Linked DNA regions of Mus musculus: region 1 is linked to region 2. The links are chromatin contacts, called in public promoter capture Hi-C maps. All regions are on one chromosome and are shown on one strand. Each heading gives the region's core, a stretch centred on a gene start, on an enhancer-like site or on the middle of the called end of the contact. The rest is flanking DNA. Distances are from core to core; before and after follow the strand shown. Region 1 has its middle 8.8 kb from the start of Cyb561. Region 2 overlaps Tlk2 (tousled-like kinase 2 (Arabidopsis)).

Region 1 (3,397 bases), core at 790-3,289, 740 kb after region 2:
AGGAGGGGGGAAGGAGAGAGGAAGGGAAGGAGAGTAAATGAAAGCAAGCAAGCCAGCCAGGCACAGCTGTGGCTCACTTGTAAATTCCATCACCAGAGGCAGAGACAGGAGGATCAGTGACCTTCAGACGAAAAACCACTGAGGGGTGACGCCTGCTGCTGACCTCTGGCCTCCACTTGCACACACACCGCAACAGACACACACACACATACACCCCACATGCACATACCATGTAACACACACATGCACATTCCACATAACATGCACATATGTGAGAACACACACACTTGTGTGCACACATGAGTGCATACTTGGTGGGGGGGTGGTAAATAATTAAAAACAGATTTATTCAGTGTGGCTCCTCCAGTCTCTCCTGCAAGGCCTTCAGACAGAACTGTGTGAAATCTTGTGAAGAGGCAAGTCCCTCCCTGTGGGTGGCACCAGGCTTCAGCCTGTCTGGGGGATTCTTGTTCATTGGGGACCAGTGTCTCAGTACATGGCAGCCTAGGGAAGGACACGGGGCATCTCTTCAGAAAATCTTCATCCCTGCCAGGACGTTATATACACTGTGTGCAGGGGAGGTGGTGGGTAGGAAGGAGACCTCACACAGGGCCAGTGTAGAGGGGTGTCATCCGGTCCCTGTTCACATAAGAACAGCGACAGGGGGGACTTTGACTTCCTAGAGGCAAAGCCATAAGAAATAGGTTTAAGATTTGCGATTAAACAGTACCAAGAGTCCAAAGAGTAAAGAACTTGGCTGGACATGGGCGCCTACCCGCAACCCCAGGCAGGAAGGTAGCTGCTGAGACCAACCTATGCTGCACAACAAAACACAACAAAACCAGTGCGCTCCTGAGCACTGTCTTCTCCTGTAAACCACGGAAGTCCTCACAGTCTGTGGGAAGGGGAAAGATCAGACACCATCACTGTTCTTGGAGACCCTGTCCCGCCATGTTGGGCTCCACCCCTGGATGATCACATTCAACTAACACCTGTGCCTCAGCTTTCTCACCTGCAAAGTGGGAGTTAAGTGGTACCTAACTTGCAAGGTTAGGAGGTTGGAATTAGTGGAACTGCATGGAGCACTAGGGAGACACAGCCTAGTCAAGTTGCACCTCCACATCCCAGCAGCAGTGCATCCTGGGTAGAGGTCGCCAATAGTGGCAAGTAGAGGAGAAGGCTAGGTCCTGACTGACACAGGCCCAGCTTTGAAGAAGGCCCTGGGAGCCACTTCCTGGGCTCTTGGGGAGGGGCTGAATGCCTTCTGGTGAGTTCTCTGGGATGGATCCCTGACCCATCAGCATGCAGGGGACAGAAGAAGGTCAAAGGGTCCTAGTGGCTGGGGGAGGGAGACCAGAGCACAGGGGTCTGCCTGCCTGCAGCTGCAGGATGAGATACAACACCGAGAACCATCTTCACAGCAAAGCCCAGCCCTTGGGGACTAAGCAGTGCCCGCTCCTTAACCACGCCTCCCCACTCTTGCCCCTCACCTGAGCCGGTTTGAACGTGTTCCTTCCGTGAGAGGCATTCCTCTGCCTCCCTTCAACGTGGACTGTCTAGACAGCCACCCACGGAACAGCCTCGAGCTCATGGCTCTACTGGGCCATGGCCTCTGATCTCTGGAGCTCTGCACATGCTGGTCCCCTGCTCTCCCTACTCTGATGCCTGGAGGTAGAACGTCCTTCACTCTCTTCACCCGAGCAGCTCAGGCTGCCTTTCTTTCCACCTTGCCTGTCCCTTCCTGGCCCCTTCCTGCTGGGCACTCAGTGCCTCTGTGCCCCCTAGGCCACAACTGATGGCTTTCAACTCCTCTTGGGGTTCCACGTCAGGACATCCCCCACGGGTCTGTGCAGGTGAAGCCAGGCTCTCGCTCAGTGCTGTCCCCACTGTGTCACCAAACAGGAGCACAGGCCCTGAGCTGTTTTTCTGGATCTTGATGGAACCGAGCCAAGGAAGGAGTAAATGAACGAGTGGGAGGGTCTAATGAAGGCCAGGCCAGATGAGGCAACCAGGAAAGGACAGATGTGAGTCAGAACTTACTCACATGTTCCTGGCCCGAGCGGCCAAGATGCATTGCCGCTATCCACAGCTATGGCAGAGCCAGGCTGCCTTCTGGGCTAGAAGATGACCAGTTCCCCTTTCCTGCTGCCTGGGGGTGCATGGACTGGACAGGGTGTGCTGGAGACAGGGTTGGGCCCACTGCCCCAAGGCTTTTCAGCAGTACATCAACTTTCAAATTATTTATTTTAAGGAGCTGTGTATGTGAGCCAGCACGGCCTCGAGCATATGGCAGTCCTTCTGCCTCAGCTTCTTGAATGTTAGTATTATAGATGTGAGCCTACACTCAATCTCTTTACTATTTTTGTTTTTTGTTTGTTTGGTTGGTTGGTTGGTTTTTTGGCTTTTCAAGACAGGGTTTCTCTGTATAGCCCTGGCTGTCCTGGAACTCACTCTGTAGACCAGGCTGGCCTCAAACTCAGAAATCCGCCTGCCTCTGCCTCCCGAGTGCTGGGATTAAAGGCGTGCGCCACCATGCCCCGCCTCTTAACTATTTTTAATTGCTTTTTAAAAATATTATTATAGTGAGGATACTCGGGGTTCAGAAGACATCGTGTAGGCTTTGGTTCTCACCTTCCATGGGGTAGCCAAAGATTGTTTTCAGGCTGTCAGACTTGGTGACAATTGCTTCTACCTGCTAAGCCTTCTTGTGCATTCTTAGACGTACAGTAAGAAATACATTCTTGCTGGGTGTGGTGTGGTGGTGGACCCTTTAATCCTAGCACTTGGGAGGCAAGGGGATCGTGTGAGTTCAAGGCCAGCCTGGTCTATGTAATAAGTTCCAGGACAGCCAGAGCTACATAGTGACTCCAAGAAGGAGAAGGAGGGGGAGGAGGAAGAGAAAGAAGAAGAGGAGGAGGAGGAGGAAGGAAGGAGGAGGAGAAGAAACACATTCATCTCTAAGACACTAAAACTCTACCTATTAAACACTAACTCAACAATTTTTTAAAAAGCAATGTCTTACTTTTTTTTTTTTTTTTTTTTTTTGGTTTTTTTGAGACAGGGTTTCTCTGTATAGCCCTGGCTGTCCTGGATCTCACTCTGTAGACCAGGCTGGCCTCAAACTCAGAAATCCGCCTGCCTCTGCCTCCCGAGTGCTGGGATTAAAGGCGTGCGCCACCATGCCTAGCTAATGTCTTACTTATTAAGTTTATGTTTGACCTAAAACTGCAGGGAATGCTCAGGAGGCAGGCCTGGGGCACATACATCAGTTCAGATGGGAAGAAGAAACAAGAGCATGTTGAGTCCCACACACACAAGCCCAGGCTAGCCTGGGCTACCTGAGCCTCTATCTCAAAACAATGAGGCAGAGTTAGAGCCAGGCATGGTGGTATACTGC
Region 2 (3,414 bases), core at 584-3,083:
TTTTATTTAACTTTACACTGTTTTCTAATGATGTATAACTTAGAGTTCTTGAAAAATTATTTTTGACTGTGAAGATATATTTGTTCTTTGAGGGAGAATATTTGTTTTTTAGTTTCTAGAGAGTTTAGCTTTCTGTTGTAACCTCATCACATTTAAGGCCCATATTTGTTTTTTTTTTTTAAAGATTTATTTATTTATTATATGTAAGTACACTGTAGCTGTCTTCAGACACATCAGAAGAGACAGTCAGATCTCATTACGGATGGTTGTGAGTCACCATGTGGTTGCTGGGATTTGAACTCCGGACCTTTGGAAGAGCAGTCGGGTGCTCTTACCTGCTGAGCCATCTCACCAGCCCGGCCCATATTTGTTTGGTTGGTTTATTTTTGGTGTTTGTTTCAGCTGTCAAAGAATTGGTTTGGATTCTCCTAACACTTTCTAAGCCCAATTCCCTACATGGCCGAGGCAACTTCCTTGAAACCATGAGGCTAGAAGAAAGTTTTCTCTTGGTTTACTGTTTCCCTAAGAATTGCTGCATTGGAGGCCCACCTTGCAGTGGAAAGTGTTTCCCGTTGAGCTCTCTACTTGGTTGGGCTTTGGGCCAGAGATTACTTGACATCTTGGTGCCATATATGACTTTGATGTTTTATTTATCATGTGCTCTTAGGTTTTGTCCTAGCAGATCCTATATATTTTATCACATCCCTGATGTTTGTATATTCTTTAAAGATATTTATCCTGCCCCTTTAAAAATTGCTGTTTTGATAAAAAGTCTTGACTATGCTGGCTTGGAACTTGTTGTGGATTAAGGCATGCACCCAGCCGTGTTTGTTTATCCGTGGTGTCTAGGAATTGAAGGGTTTAGCTATATCCCTGGCCTGTGTCGTGTCTTTAAATTTGCTTTCCAGGGAAAGATTTATTCAAATATCCTAACCTGCCTTTGTTTAGTTAAAGACTTTAGACCTTAGTGGATATTTATTGAATGTAGGGCAGAAAAGTTGACTTAGTGAGCACATTGTAATGAATGGTTACCACAGTGTTATAGTGCACAAACTCAGACTCTTATGTTTGGTAAGAGTGTTGATACTGAGGACTAGTTACTTACAGATTGGAAAACTAAATTCATTTGTCAGTAGAATTTGATATATTTATCTTACTTTTACTTTCTCAAATGAATAGTTAAGTAGCCAGACATTATAGTACACAGCTGTAATCCCAGCATTTGTGAAGTTGAAGATAGAGGGTCATGTGTTTGAGGTTAGTCTGTGCTAAATACCCAGACCAAGGGCTAGAGAGAGAGTGCACAGTTATGAGCACTTGTTTCTGGCACCCACAATGGCTCATAACCATCTATAACCTGTAACTCCAGGGTATCCAACAGGCATACATATACTGCACATATATGCATACAGGCAAAATAGTCATACAAATAAAATCTAATGATTTTTAAGTAAGATAAAATTAGATGTGGGTTAAAATACATACTATGACTTTGACGTTTTTCCTGATAAACAGATTATAAAGTCTCTACAAAACAGCCATTTCTACAAAGGCCCACCTTGGCTACAGAGCAAGTTGAGAACCAGTATATGCCATTCAGTGAGACTGTCTCAGAGAAAACATAAAAATGATCTGGGAAAAGCCAGGTGTGGTAGTGCATGCCTTTTAAACACCAGTATTTGGGCGACAGAGGCAGGCAGATTCAGACAGATCTGAGTTAGAGGTAGCCTGGTTACACAGTGAGTTCCATGACAGCCAGAGCTATATAGTGAGACATATCTCCTCCCCCAAAGAACTGGGGATGTAGCTAAGCACATTCAGAGCAATCGTCAGCCCTACCCTCACTCCCCAAAGGCGGTTGGCAAGTGTTTCTATTTCTAGATCCTTCAGGATATATACATGTATGTTTGTACTAGTTGGTGCTAGTTTTCCTTATTTCAATCATATTAATTTATTCAGTGTCCTATAAATATTTGTGTTTTATAAGTAGTGTTGTCATTGTAATTAATGTCTCCTTTGTAAATACTTTTATTGTTTGTTTTGCCTGTTGAGACAGGCTTCCTGGAACTCACTCTGTAGACTAGGCTGGCCTTGAGCTCATAGAGATCCTCCTGCCTTTCCCTTCTAGGCACTGGATCAAAGGTGTGACCCATCACCACTCAGATGGCTCAGCCAGTAAAGCTTAGGCTCACGACCAAAAATAACTTCTGTATAATTCCTTAGTCAAAAAGTATATTTACAAAGATCATTCCAAGCTGGGCATTGGCGCTATACTCCTGTAGTCCTAGCACTTGGGAGGCAGAAATGCCTGTAGATCTCTGGGAATTTGAGGCCAACTTGGTCATCAGCTTGTCTTTCAAGTTTTGGGACAGCCAGGACTACAAAGAGAGATTCTGTCATTATATAGTTATATTTAGGTAATATATAGAGGTATATATTATATAAATACTATATGGTGTTACGTACATTTCTGTCAACAGTTTTAGTTTCTTTTGGCATATCCAACTAAAACTGAATTTTGTCATTACAATCTTTCTACCGAGAAAAATACTTTGATTTAACTTTGATTTTTTTTTTTTTCCTCTAGGGATATTAAACATCTTTTCATATGTTGAATGGCCTTTTCAGTTTAGCTAGGAGGACATTTTAAGATTCTTAATTTGGTGTCATGTATGTTGTAATTATGTTTACAAATTCGTGATATGCTTAAATTGATTTTTTTTCATTTAACTTTATAAGTGTCTTTTATTATTTTATACTTTTTAAAGTATAGAATAGAGTTTATTCAGGGCACGGGGAGGGGAGCTAAGAGGGTAGTAGAGGCAGAGAAAGGCAGGGAGAGGGAGAGAGTAGAGAAGTAGAGGCCGACTGTGACCACGTAGAGAGAGGGGGAAGAGAATAGGGAAGGGAGTAGGGAAGGGAAGAGGGCAAGAGAACAAGAGAGACTATGTTATACATCTTTAATGTCACTATGATTCAAAAACACACACATGCATGTTGCATCCCCAGGTATAAAATCTTTGACCACTAAGCTATAGCAGCATTTGCTTATGTTTTCTTGTATAAGTTTTCTTTTTCTTTCTTTCTTTTTTCTTTCTTTCTGAGATAGGGTTTCGCTGTGTAGCTCTGGCTGTCCTTCAACTCACTTTGAACTTATATTAGGCTGGTCTCGAACTCAGGATCTGCCTGCCTCTGCCTCCCAAATGCTGGGATTAAAAGTGAATGCTGCCACCAGCCATCTTCTTGTTATAATTTTTATATGTGATAGAAGATAGGAAGATGCTTGTCTCTCTTTCCTGTATAACTTCAGAAATAAGTGTGTTGATCTTATAAATACATTCTCTTTACTATAAAACATGCTTTGATCACAAATTATATAGCCATATTATATGAATTTGCTTCTAAATTCTTTGC

The links. Promoter capture Hi-C pulls out the DNA fragments that hold promoters and counts their contacts.
Region 1: a contact with region 2 is called in a promoter capture Hi-C map of liver, with 3 times the contacts expected there. The contact joins two enhancer-like sites. A contact is called at or near these places in 10 of 39 promoter capture datasets (the 3T3-L1 cell line, the C10 cell line, embryonic stem cells and 5 more), 2 of 115 datasets of contacts at active chromatin or transcription factors (both in embryonic stem cells) and 1 of 9 other capture datasets (embryonic stem cells).

What each region holds. Positions count from the first base shown.
Region 1 is chr11:105,951,557-105,954,953 of GRCm38.p6, forward strand. No RefSeq gene overlaps it. Among named protein-coding and RNA genes, the nearest start is that of Cyb561, 8.8 kb to the left of the region's middle. Within about 2 kb of position 2,040, at least 106 of the 459 cell types and tissues checked have an H3K27ac peak or open chromatin away from gene starts, as enhancers often do.
Region 2 is chr11:105,215,843-105,219,256 of GRCm38.p6, forward strand. The region is part of intron 6 of Tlk2 (tousled-like kinase 2 (Arabidopsis)); the gene reads left to right. Among named protein-coding and RNA genes, the nearest start is that of Tlk2, 36 kb to the left of the region's middle. Within about 2 kb of position 1,834, at least 10 of the 459 cell types and tissues checked have an H3K27ac peak or open chromatin away from gene starts, as enhancers often do.